3 separate regions of the Mus musculus genome follow, and regions 1 and 3 are each linked to region 2. The links are chromatin contacts, called in public promoter capture Hi-C maps. All regions are on one chromosome and are shown on one strand. Each heading gives the region's core, a stretch centred on a gene start, on an enhancer-like site or on the middle of the called end of the contact. The rest is flanking DNA. Distances are from core to core; before and after follow the strand shown. Region 1 overlaps Nfyc (nuclear transcription factor-Y gamma). Region 2 holds the start of Bmp8b (bone morphogenetic protein 8b). Region 3 overlaps Smap2 (small ArfGAP 2).

Evidence for each region. Promoter capture Hi-C pulls out the DNA fragments that hold promoters and counts their contacts.
Region 1: a contact with region 2 is called in a promoter capture Hi-C map of liver, with 2.9 times the contacts expected there. The contact joins the enhancer-like site here to the promoter of Bmp8b in region 2. A contact is called at or near these places in 5 of 39 promoter capture datasets (frontonasal cranial neural crest, hippocampal neurons, liver and 1 more).
Region 3: a contact with region 2 is called in a promoter capture Hi-C map of liver, with 5 times the contacts expected there. The contact joins the enhancer-like site here to the promoter of Bmp8b in region 2. A contact is called at or near these places in 2 of 39 promoter capture datasets (hippocampal neurons and liver), 1 of 115 datasets of contacts at active chromatin or transcription factors (large pre-B cells) and 1 of 9 other capture datasets (embryonic stem cells).

The regions. Positions count from the first base shown.
Region 1 is chr4:120,804,190-120,808,654 of GRCm38.p6, forward strand. The region is part of intron 1 of Nfyc (nuclear transcription factor-Y gamma); the gene reads right to left. Among named protein-coding and RNA genes, the nearest start is that of Nfyc, 19 kb to the right of the region's middle. Within about 2 kb of position 1,477, at least 8 of the 459 cell types and tissues checked have an H3K27ac peak or open chromatin away from gene starts, as enhancers often do. A contact at or near this core is called in liver, where this site is marked.
Region 2 is chr4:123,103,059-123,107,524 of GRCm38.p6, forward strand. It overlaps Bmp8b (bone morphogenetic protein 8b), which reads left to right and starts at 2,103. Exons shown (of 7, transcript NM_007559.5): 1 at 2,103-2,617. The coding sequence starts at 2,293.
Region 3 is chr4:120,966,650-120,971,170 of GRCm38.p6, forward strand. Smap2 (small ArfGAP 2) reads right to left here. Exons shown (of 10, transcript NM_133716.3): 10 at 1,668-3,015. The coding sequence ends at 2,890. Among named protein-coding and RNA genes, the nearest start is that of Mir7015, 4.4 kb to the right of the region's middle. Within about 2 kb of position 2,947, at least 12 of the 459 cell types and tissues checked have an H3K27ac peak or open chromatin away from gene starts, as enhancers often do. A contact at or near this core is called in liver, where this site is marked.

The DNA of each region.
Region 1 (4,465 bases), core at 227-2,726, 2.3 Mb before region 2:
GTGTATGAAACTGGACTTGAACTTGCTATACCATCCTTGAATTTATGATCCGTCTTGCATCCACCTTCTATATCACCAGACCCAGTTTATGAGTTGCTGGGAATCAAACCCAAAGCTCAATATATGCCAGGCAAACACCCCAACTAAGTTGTATCTCCAGGCCTCACCACCATATTTTCACTTTAAAAAAAATGTGTATTGGTGTTTTGCTTACATGTATATCTATGTACTACTTGCTTGTTTGGTACCCTTGGAGGACAGAAAGGGATATTAGACCTCCTTTAACTAGATTATAGACAGTTGTGAGCTATAACATGTAGGTGCTGGGATTTGAACACAGGTCCTCTGGAAGAATAGTCAGTGTCCCTAATTGCTAAAGCATCTCTCCAGACCCTTATCTTCTGAGATAGCATTTCTCACTGACCTGGAGTCCAGAATTTATGTAAACAGGCTGCAATTCACCTGTCTCCACCTTTCCAGCAGTGGGATTAAAGATAGGCAAATGTCACCATACCCAGCTTCCTAGGCTGGCCTCAAACTTGCAGCCATTCTCCTGCCTAGATAGTCCTGTGCTTCTTCATTCAAGTTCTCTTTATTAAGATTGGTTATTCAAGCTGGGCATGGTGGTGCATGACTTTAATTCCAACACTCAGGAGATATGTGGATTTGTGAGTTCAAGGTCAGCCCGGTTTAAGTAGCCTAGGCAAGCCAAGGCTACACAGTGAGACCCTGTCTCAAAACAACAACAACAACAAAGAAAGATATCTCAGTGTTTTGAAGGTTTGCTGCTCTGGCAGAGGAACTAGGGCTTAGGTCTCAGCATCCCCATCAGGAGGCTCACTTCCTGAACTCCAGCTCCAAGGGATTTGTTATCCTCTCCTGGCCACTGTGAGTACATGCACACACATACAGAGAAAGAAAAATAAATCTATTTCTTTAATTGGTAAACAAAATTAAAGAATTTTTGGATTTTTCTCATGCTGGAACACATATCTTTTTTTGTTGTTGCTTCTAATAATTTTGAGATCTCTAATGCAAAGCTAACAGATTGTTATATTCTTTTCAAGGTGGAAACTGATTAAAGTTTCCAAGTTTGGTAAGCTGCAGAATCCTTCGAGGACTAAGATTAGACCAATGGGTTACCAGCCAGTAGTGGAAACTGAAAGACCTTGTAGACCCAACTCACTTTCTGGGGCTTGGTAAACTATAATACCCAACAGCCTTAGTCAGTCCTCCACTATAGATGTTTCAATAGCTGCACAGATACTAGGGGTGAAGCAAGAATTATAAATCACAGCTAGGACATCTAAAGCAGACTGTTCAGTCATTTCTCATTTTAAAAATACTGATCTCCGTGGTTTAAGTGAAGAACCCAATTCATACTACATATTGTGGCCCTGTATGGCTGAAAAGTACTGCAGAAATGCTAACCCTGATCTAACCAAGTTATCTATTTTGGGAAGCATCTATTTGTATGACTGTAGTGAACTTTGGAGTCACAGAAGGCAATTCCCCAAATATGTATTACTGTCCAAAGTATCTACCTGTAATTTGTTCTGAAAAGTGACTAAAGCCACCTTTTTCAATAAAAGCTTTCAAAGTAATTCAATCTTACTATGCATTTGTTCCTTAAGATTGAGAACTCTTTAAAAAAAAAAAAAAAGACTGAGAACTCTTTAAGAAATTTTCTTGTGTCCCTTTGGCTGAATTTTCTTGTTGTTGTTTTTTCCAGCCAAGATGTCTCTGTGTAGCCCTGGCTAGCCTTGAGTTCAGAGACCTTCAGTCCTGAGGATTAGGGATTAAAGGCATGTGCAAACAACCACTTGGCTTTTGCCCCCACCCTGCAACCTTTTTTTAGACTGGGAGGACAGGGTATGTGGGGGTGGGGTGGGGATCCTCACTCTATAAAAAAAGATGATCCTGAATTTTTGGTAATCCCCCTGCCTAGACTTCCCAAGTAGTAGCATATGAGCATGAGCCATCCCTAATCCCCCTTCACCCCCCCAAAAATCAAGCTTCTGTCTTTCGGCAGGAGAGTTTTCACCAGAAAGGTGAAGCAGAGTGGACAGTTTTCCTATATAATAAGGAAGGGCAGTGTAGAACGCACTGGGCTCATTTCATCAGGCTGTGCCCCTGCTTCCTCACCCTCAAAATGGAGATCATTTTCTGTCCTACCTACATTAGTAAGTACCAAATAAGAATACTAAATCACTGATTCATATAAATACTGCACACTGTTATAAGCTTAGCCATTGTTGAGAGTAGCTGAATAGGAATCTGGCCAGTTAATTACCAAGAAAAAAAATTCACAAGAATTCAGGATAAAAATAACCAAGTAAGACAGCTTGAAATTTACCATTATTTCTCTAGTGACAAGTTCATGTCTTTCTTTTCTATTGAAGATAATTACAACATATTTAACTTAGAACCTATATACAGGTAGTTTATAGTGAAAATTCTGCTAGATCATATAGATCAGTGGTTCTCAACTAAGACTCTTTTGGGATGTAAATTATCTGCTAAACAAGCACTGCCAAATTCCTACACATGTACTTTTCGTTGGCTTCACACTTCAGACTTGTCAAAATTATTATCAGTAACACTATATCCAATGCAAGCCAGGAATCTAATCTTTGCACTGGATGGAGATATACATTTCTGTACACACACATTTCAAGGAACTACCCAGTAAGATCAGAGGGAGTGCCTCCATATCTTTAGGTTCTTGCATATATATGAGCTTAAAATGATGCTCTCATGTATCATGCACACACGGGACTCAAAACATCCTGAGGAAGATGAGGGCTAAATAACATGTCTACCTTGTTATGGATGCCTAGTTATAGGCAGTCTCTAACATGGTTGTTTTATTTGTTTGTTTGGGTTTTGTTTGTTTGAAACAAGATCTCACTAGTCCTGGCTGGCCTCAAATTCTCTATTTAGACCAGGTTGGCCTCAAATTCAGAGATTCTCCTGCTTCTGGCTCCTGAGCGGTAAGATTAAAGGCATGTACCACCATACCCAACGGGTCCAACACTTTTGTATGCTTCTATCTCTGAGATGAAGCTTGATAAATTCTAACCATTCTCTCTCTCCCTTGATTCTCTCTTATCTGTCACCGAGATCAGCTATAATTACTGAGTTTAAACCCCAATTATTATTGGCTAGGGATATAGCTTAATGGTGATACACTTGCCCACTAGGCATAAGGCCACACACAGAGTTAATTCCTAGCAGTGTCACAGAAAATGGAGGGAGAAGACAATGAGAATATCCAAATATTCTCAATATTACCAATTCTGACATTTCCCCAACGTCCAGTCCTAAATATACAATCTACCTACTGGACATTTCTAATTAGAAATTCCCCATGTCCAAATTCAAATTTATCTTTTCTTCAAACCTGCTCCATTCCCTCTCAGTTCCTATGTGTTAGTCATTCAGACTGTCCCTCATGTTCCACTAACTGCTAAGTCATGACAGTGTTCAACAGTGGTGTCCTCACCTGACCTCTCATCATGCTGCCACCATTTTATTCAGACTTCCATAACTCCCATACAATAATAAGAATAATAATTACAATGACAATAGCTAATACCCATTTAGCCATCACTGTGAGCCAAGGATAAATCTAAGCCACTTATGTTACCAACTACTCTAAACTTCTTCACAAGCCTCTAGCAGGCATGATCAACCATTTGACATCGTGTCAAGTGACATTGTCATCTACAAAGTTTGTTCAAGAAAAGATCAAGTTAAAATAAAAATCACAAAATTTCTAGCTCCATCTTCATTTTACATAGGATGTGCAGTAAATTTAGTGAAAACATATTTCTGATAAAGCTGCATCCATCTACTACCCTTCATCTTCTACAGTCACTAATGTCAAACAGAAATCATTCTCAATGTCAAGGCCTTTTCAACAGCTGATTCCAACTTCCCTAGACATTTCTGTTACTACTCCTGCCTGTCATTTACTCATCTCTTTATACTCTGAGCAGAGTGACCTATTTACTGTTCTCCTCAGTGCAAAAGTTGCACAGTGAATCATGACCTTGTTCTTAATGCCTCAGTCTTGTTCCTACCTCCTGAAGTCTGATCGAGCCAGTTTTATTGTTTACCCTCCTAAACTGAGGTCTCCTCTCTTGATTTTTTTTTTAAGCTTAGGCTATAGCTTTGACTGCTCTATATAGCTGAAAATGACCTTACATGTATGATCCTCCAGTATTTACCCCATCTCCTCCTACCATGGTAGGACTGCAGAGTCATGCTACCACTTAGGGTAATCTTTATGAATGCTAGGCAGGTACTCTACCAACTGAGCTACAATTGTAACCCATCACACATCCTTTGAATCCTATGTCCTTTCTTTGCACTTTGCACATCAGTTCCTAATACTTGGTATATACTGTAAGTATCCCTACCAGATTGTTAAATCTGGATTAAATTTTACTTGTGCATTTTT
Region 2 (4,466 bases), core at 853-3,352:
CACCAGGAATGCCAGGAAAAGTTTTCAGCTGTGCCTCTTAACCAGGTGAAGATCAGCAAAGACCAGAGACCAAGAAGCATTTAGCTACACAAGCAAGCCATGCCTCTGTCACTGTCCGTTGAGTCCTATTTATATGCCCTCAGAATATCAGGTGTTCTCCACGAGTCTTGAGTCTTAGCAAATTTCCCCATGCGTCTGTCTCAGCTGACATCACTCTGCCAATCAGCCTGAGTCCGCAGAAGTGGCAAGAAGCTGCACACACCACCAGAAGTTTCTGGTGCTTTTCTCTCTATGGAGTCCTGACAAATGGAGCTCAGCTACGCAGTGTAAGGTGGACCAATACACTTGTGTTGTTAGCAAGAGATCCTTTGTCATGTGTCTTTTCACATGCTTGCTTTAGCAGAACATCCTTTCTCCTGTGTCTGCTTCAGCTAAACATCCCTTTTCACCTGTGTCCACTTCAGGAAAAACACTCCTTCATGTGTTTAACCCAGCGAAAACACCATCCAACACTTTCCAGAGAACCCTTAAGGTTCCACTGCAAGCCAGTTTTAAATATTTGAGAAGTACAATGGCAAAGCATCATTGAGTACAGCAAATGGGGTCATGTTTTGTGTGGTAACTAATGTACAAGGCTGAGAGTTTAGCTCAGTGTTTGGGCATTCATTTAGCCTGTAGAAGGCTCTGGTTGCAATCCCCAGTACTGCAACGCAACACACACACACACACACACACACACACACACACACACACGAGAGAGAGAGAGAGAGAGAGAGAGAGAGAGAGAGAGAGAGAGAGAGCTCTACCCGCCTCCAGCATCAGCACCTAAGTCCATCCTCATTTCAACCTATCCTTGCCTTCAGTATCTTTGTTCTGTCTCACCTAGCCATTTTCAATGGTTAGTTGGCATATCCATTGTCTTTATGGGACTTTGAAATAGTATGGAAATTGACCTGTTGATTCGGTTATAAGACTAGTGTGTGCTTGAGGCACAACTGAAAGATTGCATTAAGGATTTAATTGACATTTAAATCTTTGAGGGGCTGGAGAGATGGCTCAGTGGTTAAGAGCACTGACTGCTCTTTCAGAGGTCCTGAGTTCAATTCCCAACAACCACACGATGGCTCACAACCATCCGTAATGGATTCTGATGCCCTCTTCTGGTGTGTCTGAAGACAGCGACAGTGTAGTCACAAACATCAAATAAATAAATAAATCTTTTTTTTTTTTTTAAACCGTTTAGGGGATCACATCAAGATGATTTTGGTGGTGTGATTTATTTGGAATATTATTTTGAATCCACGCTAAAGAATTCATAGTTGGTCAAAACCCTTATGTAGCGCACTGTCTGTTAAGCCCTTTAACGCATATCCCTCTTGGTAGCCTCTCCAGCAGCCAACCACCCAGTGCCTGAAGCTTTCTAGTTCCATTGTTGTGCGGCCTGAGGGAAGGTGTTTAAGCTCTGTGTGCCTGGGTTTCCCTCCCGGATACTCCAGAGTCAATCTGAGGTTGGATTAGCCAGCAGTGTGGTCTGTCTGGGCCTGGCAGAGAATAGCTTGGCGCACAGAACCAGCGCTCATCGGTGAAGGAGGCGTCTTCCCCGGACAGCGGGGAAGGCACCTAGCAGACAGGAGCGGCGGAGTCCGGGCCCTGGCAGCTTCTGGCGACAGAATGTGCCCCACCCTCGAGGCATGGTTGGCATCCGCCCCGCCCCGACGGCCAGTCCAATGGGCGCTTCCGGAGACATGTGGGGCCCACCCCAGCTCCCGGACTTGGGCGCTCTCCCAACTCTAAGCAATTCGCTCCAAGGTGCAGGTGTCTGCTTCAGAGACACCGACGTCTCCGCGCGGAGCCCGGAGTGTGCCCAGGCAGATGGATGGGGGCCCAGGACACCCATGATGGCTTCTCCCCGACCGGTGATACCTACCTCCGGGTCCCACTCGCTCCCTCCACCCCCACCTTTAGTAGTAGCGGTACAGACACCCTGTAGACGTGTGTCCGCGCTCGGGCCCGCCCCAGAGCCCCCATTGGTTGAGTTCACTAAGGGGAGGAGCCGAGGAAGCGCTCCGGGTTCTAGTCCCCGAAAGTCGGTCCTGCTCCGGACACTCGCTATTCCCTACCGCGCGGGCCCACGTTGCTCTGCGGGACCTACAGGCTGGGCTGCTGCCTGCGGAGCGCGTGGAGCGCAGTCGTCTTAGAGCTGCCCGCGACAGGTGCGAACTCGGGATCCGCGGCGCTGTCCCATCCTTGTCGTCGAGGCGTCGCTGGATGCGAGTCCGCTAAACGTCCGAGATGGCTGCGCGTCCGGGACTCCTATGGCTACTGGGCCTGGCTCTGTGCGTGTTGGGCGGCGGTCACCTCTCGCATCCCCCGCACGTCTTTCCCCAGCGTCGACTAGGAGTACGCGAGCCCCGCGACATGCAGCGCGAGATTCGGGAGGTGCTGGGGCTGCCGGGGCGGCCCCGATCCCGAGCACCGGTCGGGGCTGCCCAGCAGCCAGCGTCTGCGCCCCTCTTTATGTTGGACCTGTACCGTGCCATGACGGATGACAGTGGCGGTGGGACCCCGCAGCCTCACTTGGACCGTGCTGACCTGATTATGAGCTTTGTCAACATAGGTGAGTGTGCAGAGGGACCCAGGGTGTCCGCAGTCTCCACGTGGAGAGCGCATGGCTTCCTGTCTTGGAGGGACTATTCTAGCCATCTGACTGGGGATAGGCCTCTAGGAGCGTGAGGACCCTGCTTAGGGAATCGCTATGTGGCAGACTCATCACCCGGGAAGCAAGGACTACAGGGGTCAGGACTGGAAGGTCTGAGTGCTAGCGCAGGTTCCCCAGGCCTTGTCTCACCATGATGCCTAGGAGTAGTTATCTGGTGATGCCCAGGTCCCCTAGGTGGCACCGGAAGTCAGTCCTGGGGAGACTGATGAGTAAATGATGCTGTCACTGTGATAAAAGCAGCCCTGAAGAGAGGGACAAAGTTCAGTGTGGAAACCTGTGGTCATATCAAAGTGACCAGAGCTGACCCTCACGCCCGGATGGCGGGCTCTTTCTGTGTAGTAGGAACTGGTGGGTGGGGTGCAGTGTCAGGAGGTGGAGTGGACAGACTCAGACATGACTGTAGTCCTGTGGGCCTGGGCCCTAGCAGCTGGACCTTGGCCTGGCACGGAGAGTGTTCAGGCCAGTGAGTGACCCAAGGGGCAGCTGTGAGTCCATTCTCCCGAAGCGTGGCTCCTCCTTTCTCCAGGGACCTGTAGACATCAGGACCACTTTCTCCTACGAGTCTTAAAGGTCTTTTCCCCAAAACTTTTATCTGTAGCCATAAGCATTTACTGTTGGTTCAGTCCCTACCTGCTTTGCTCCTGTCTGTAACAGACAGCCTGGGGCTAGGACTGGGTACCAGGACTTGAGCTGAGAGCAGGGCAAGCAAGGAAGGGCCTTGGCATGGCCACCAGCCTCTGTACCCGAGGAGCTGCTCGCCCTCCCAGCAGGCACAGTCTCTTATTTCCCAGGCAAGGTGAGGAAAGCAGTGGCCGCCTGGAAACTACCTGATAAGGCCCGGGCTGCGTGGGTCTGCATCCAGTGCTCAGTTTTGTGACATTCCCTCCAGGGGAAGGAGAACTTTCCAGACTGTAAGCAGAGTGTGGGGGTGGGTAGCGGCAGGCCACCTTAAGGTAGGAAAAGGACAACCAAACCTCTGCTCTCTGCTCTACTGGTGGCTAAGGTGAGGTGGGGGTGGGAGTGGGGGAGGGGTCTGGGGGAGGGGGTGGGGGTGGAGCACAGTGAAGGACAAGAAGGTTCTCTGGCAGCACTGAGAGCCCATGGCTAAGAGGGGCTGCAGCCAGTGGGATCTCGATACAACCAACATTTCTGCTTAAAGACCAGGCTTGCGTCCTTAGGACACACTACATGTGGGACTTGAAACTGGCTCTCCATCCTCAGGACAGGCTGACCTATAGTGCAGGAATAGAAAAACTGAGCATAGCATTGCCCAAGAATGTCCCCAGGGGAATCTCTGATCAAAATGAGTCACCACCCAGCCCAGGCCTTACTCCCCTCCCCCAACTTTCTCTTTGGGTCAAGACATGAACAGCCCTGGTGGGAATAGCTGCTGTGAACAGAGCAGGGCCCAATACCAAAATGGGCCTTTGGGGATGTCATTTGCTCTCTCCAGGCTGGACATTACTCCCTTCTGGGATTCCTAGTAGATCACTAGAGGTGACAAATGGACAAGCAGAAAGCCGGTGGAGAGTCAACCTAGCCCTGATGATCCCTATTTATGCTACCAGCAGCTCCGCTCTGTACACAGGACAACATAGTTCTCAAGGTCATGGTGACTCATGCTTGTAATCCCAGCACTCAGGAGGCTGAGACAGGAGAATTGCTACAGCTTCAAGGCCAGTCTGGGCATCAGAGTGAGACCCTGTGTCATACAAGCACAGAAAGGGGGCATGAGGTCAATGTTCCG
Region 3 (4,521 bases), core at 1,697-4,196, 2.1 Mb before region 2:
CATGAAATCTATTGTTCACACTTTAGGGTAAACTCCTTCCTGGGATCTGGGGAGCTCTCCTGTGACCTGGCCAACCCCAGCTGTCTCATTTCACACCATAGACCCACTTATACCTTAGGACTCTCCACTTGCTTTCACTTCTTCAAATGATCTGTTTACACAGTGCTATCTGGGAAATTCCTCCCCTTTCCTCTACTACAGGCTAACTGCCACCTCTCTAAGACTCAGCTCGGATGCCAGTATTCTTTGGAGGAATTCCTGACGGCACCCTGATGCCAGCTCATATCTATTGTATCAGCAATTATAAATGTGTTATTCAAAGCTTAAGGTCAGGGCCAATATCACCCCACCACCACCAAGTCCTAAAATCTAGTGGGTCCCAAGACTCAGCTCTCCTCTCTTGATGCCATCCCAGGATGAACTCATCCATACTGACACCTCCCAACCTCATGACTCCAGCCAGCTCATTTCCAGTACACAATTACAATTGCTTTACTCTATATTTTTCACATCTCTGCTACACTGGCTGCTTCTTCAGGCCTGTTAAAATATAACCGCCTCTGATATACTTCCCCCAGATCCCCATGCCCACTATCTTACCTTAATACTCTCTGAAATTCATTTGTTAATTGTCCCTCTTTCCTACCAAATTAGCCCACACCACTAAAGTAGTTACTTACTGTGCTGTCTCTGCCGCCTCAGACAGTTTCTGGGATGATGTTTACAACATTAAATATGTGCTGGATGAAATAATGTCTAACACAGTCTGGCACATAATTCTTACTGACACTTGAATGCTTGCTAATTGCCCTATATTGTGTTAAATGTGCCACAGGAATTACTTTGTCTTAAGACTACAATTGGTTCTGTTTTATACTGAGACCTCTAGGGATCATAATTTGTTGGAATCCCAGTTAACAAGGATACGGGTACCAGTGGCCTTGCTGTGAGTGGCTACTGTACTATCCTTCCATTTACACCGTATACTCAGCCTCGTGCTCTAATGAAAGGACAGTGAAGGTGGACGATGGGGAAGGGAGGAAGCATGGTACTCTGTGAGAGCAGCAAGGGAGCACAGTACCCTCTGGGAGAGCAGGAGGGGAGTCAACTGGAGGAAGGAATGCACTGCAGACCTTGTCCTTGGCATTTACCCTCCCCACCCAGCCAAGCAGAGCACCATCCCTGCTTCCTGATGGAGAAGTCCACCTCTTCCTAGGGTTCACTGCTTAGGGAGGGCTGGGCAACCCTTAATCAAAGGGAGCTACTGTGACCTTGTTAGTGAGGAGTTTAAACTATTTGCTCTGGGTACAGGGAAAGCACAAAGTGCTCTCAGATCAGTCTTGGAGTCTACTATTGTCTCTGCCAAGGAAGGGTGTATGCTTGGTAACTGTGTTCTTTCTCTGGGTCTCAGCTTTTCCATCTATAGGGAAAGCACTCCAGATCCTAATGTTCTATGACCCTTACAGTGCAGAGCTCCAGGCCCCTCAGCTCATGGCTCCCACTGTCACTGAAGAAAGGTCTTTCTGTGTTCTGGACTGGCCTGCCCTTGGTACTAAAAACAGAATTCTTTAAGATGCAAAGGTGAAGGCAGCAGCTGCTCTTGGAAAGCAGAAATCCTGTGTATGTCTCACTGTCTTCCAAGAGTAACACAGTGACAGCCGAGCAAAAAGGGTCTTTCCCTGCAATATTTATTAAGGAATTTACACATACACAGGAGAAAGGCAACCAGGCGCTGTGGTTCCCACACATGAGATCTTTGAAGCAAAGTTTTCTTGTTTGAATTTTCAAGTGGGGTGAACAATGGCTGAGAGAGAAAGCTGTCCAGGCTCTCTGCCTCTTACACCTGGAAAAGGTGGGCAAACAGCACTCAGACACGAGGGCACAGAGAGACTGGCAGATGGGAGAGGGAAAAGAGCAGGGACTACCGATGAGATGGCATGTTTTAAACTGTAAGATGACCTGGCAACAGTTTTAGGCTGTTGATAAATTAACTCCTCTCTGTTGTAAACCTAGAACTATAAAAAACAAAAATACACCCAGAGCAGATGGGGAGGCGGCAGGTGGGATCCACACATCCACACGCATACAAGCAGTGCACACGTTGAGCTCCACATTTCCTCGTAGGGGTTGGTCTTCTAGTCACAGGCCAGATCCGGCTCAAAGTAGGCAGAAGGTGCGCAAGGGGTATGTTTGTGTGGGGGACGACCTTCATGGAGTCTTTGGTGCTAATGAAGGCTGACTGAAGCAGTGAGTCTTGAAGCCCCAGATCCTGAAAGCACTCAGAGTGAAGTGGAATAATATTTTTGCTCATCTTCATAGGAAGGGCTTGCCTCACTCTAGGGCCAGGGCCAAACTGACCCAAGACACAAGGATTATCTGACTGCTGAACTTCTTTCATTCCTGAAAAGCTGGGAACTTGATGGCTCGCTCCCTCTTCAAGCAAAACTCTCAGCACTTAGAAACAGCTTATAGCCAATAAAGACCCTTTCTACTTTCCCCTCTGCCAAGCACTTGTCCTTTATAGACCTTTCTGTGGGTCTGCGAGGAAGCTCAGCCTCAAGGGAGGTACTGATCAGTGTATACACTCTCCCGCAGCTCATGTGCCCTCTTCTGCCAATAGTTTCTAAGGTGCTGGTGCTGGGAGAGGGTGGGGTGGGGTGGGAGGAAATCTGGACAGTCAGGGACATGACCAACATAAAGCAACAGAGAGGTCCATGACTCTGGGAAGGGAGACTGGGTTAGGCAGAATGCCAAACAACATATGACTTATGATCAGTTTCTAAACCGAACAGAGAGAGGTAGGAAAAAGGAAAGGGGAAGGCTGGGGGAAAAAGAGGAGGGAGGAAAGCAAGGGTCAAAAAGAGTGGCAGCCATACAGGTGCTTTGCTTTTATTTCCACATCTGAGGACTGAGAGTCTGATTGGCTGCCTGGCCATTTCCACCGCCCATTGACTGTCCATAGTTCATCATGCCGTTGGCTCCGTAGAAGTTCATCCCAGCCATTTGCTGGGTCATCTGAAAAGGACAGAGATTTTTCAGATCAGGCCATGGGCACTGCACAGAGCAGGGGAAGGGTCCTTCTGTTGTGGGAGGTAAGAAGGACTCCTGAGTCTGGTCAGCAGAAATGCCTCCAGTGAACGTCTCTTCTTTTCCAGGACTCTCCTCATATCCTCACTGAAGGGACTATTGTCAGCTGGCCACAGCTTGCCCTGCAGAGTCCAGAGACAGACTCCTGCTAGTGCTCCACCTCATCACCAGCAGAGGGCATCACTGCCAGTGTCAGTGCTTAGGCATGCTTGCTTGGGAATGTGGGGTGATGGGGCTTCCTACTGAATAAACAAAGGAAGAATGGGAAACAACCTGCAAGTCTTCCATCTCCAACCAGGAGAGTGCAGATGGGTGGGACAGAGTCTCCTTTTTGCTGTTTGGTTAAGACAGGGTCTCACTGTGTATTACTGACTAGCCAGGAACTCACCTTGTATATCAGGCTGGGCTCAGACTTGCAGTGATTATCTAGCCTCTGCCACATAAGTGGCACTAGGAGTGGCACATGAGTCCACTAGGATTAGGGACTTGTGCTACTATGCTGGCCAGTAGGGACTTCCTTGTAATTAGATTGAAACACAAACTGACAATCTGTTAGATAAATAATTATAAGTCCCCTGAGTCCAGTATGTTTGCTGTATAAATAAACTCTTCTTTTTCCATAAACTTTTCAAAAAATTTTCAGTTTTCCTTAAAATTGAAAATTAGGTAAAAACTGGAAAAATAATATAACAAAAATCCACGTTTCATCTTTAAATTTACTAGCTGTTAAAAATTTTCCGTGTGTGTGTGTGTGTGTGTGAATCATCCATACATGTATATGTATACAAAACCTTTAAAATAATTTTGAGGGAAACCACAAGCTGCAGGCATCGTACCATTCACCTCTTGGAGGTCAGGAGGCACCTCATGAGGATGAACGCGCTCCCAGAATCACTCTGTAGCACACCCAAGGAATGTCACGGTGCCACAACAGTCCACACGTCACTGTTTCAGCCCTTTCCTCTGATCTAAAGCCTATTGTCAGCCTGGGTGTTGACTCCTTGTTTAATGTATGGCTGATAGACTTGTGTAGGGAGACATGTACAGAGGTGGCCTCAGTTCATGGAATTTTCTTGTTCTTTAAGTCATAAAAGCTTCCTGATATTTGAAAGTTGACTGCTGGGCTGGACAGATGGCTCAACGGTTAAGAGCCCTGACTCCTCTTCCAGAGATCCTGAGTTCAAATCCCTGCAATCACATGGTGGCTCACAACCATCTGTAATGGGATCCGATGCCCTCTTCTGGTATGTCTGAAGACGGCTACAGTGTACTCATATACGTAAAATAAGTAAAATCTTAGACACAGAGAGAGAGAGAGAGAGAGAGAGAGAGAGAGAGAGAGAGAAACAAACAGACAAACAAACAAACAAACAAACAAACAAACAAAGTTGACTGCTGTGCATCAGTTTCTCCAAATATATAAGATGGATCTTC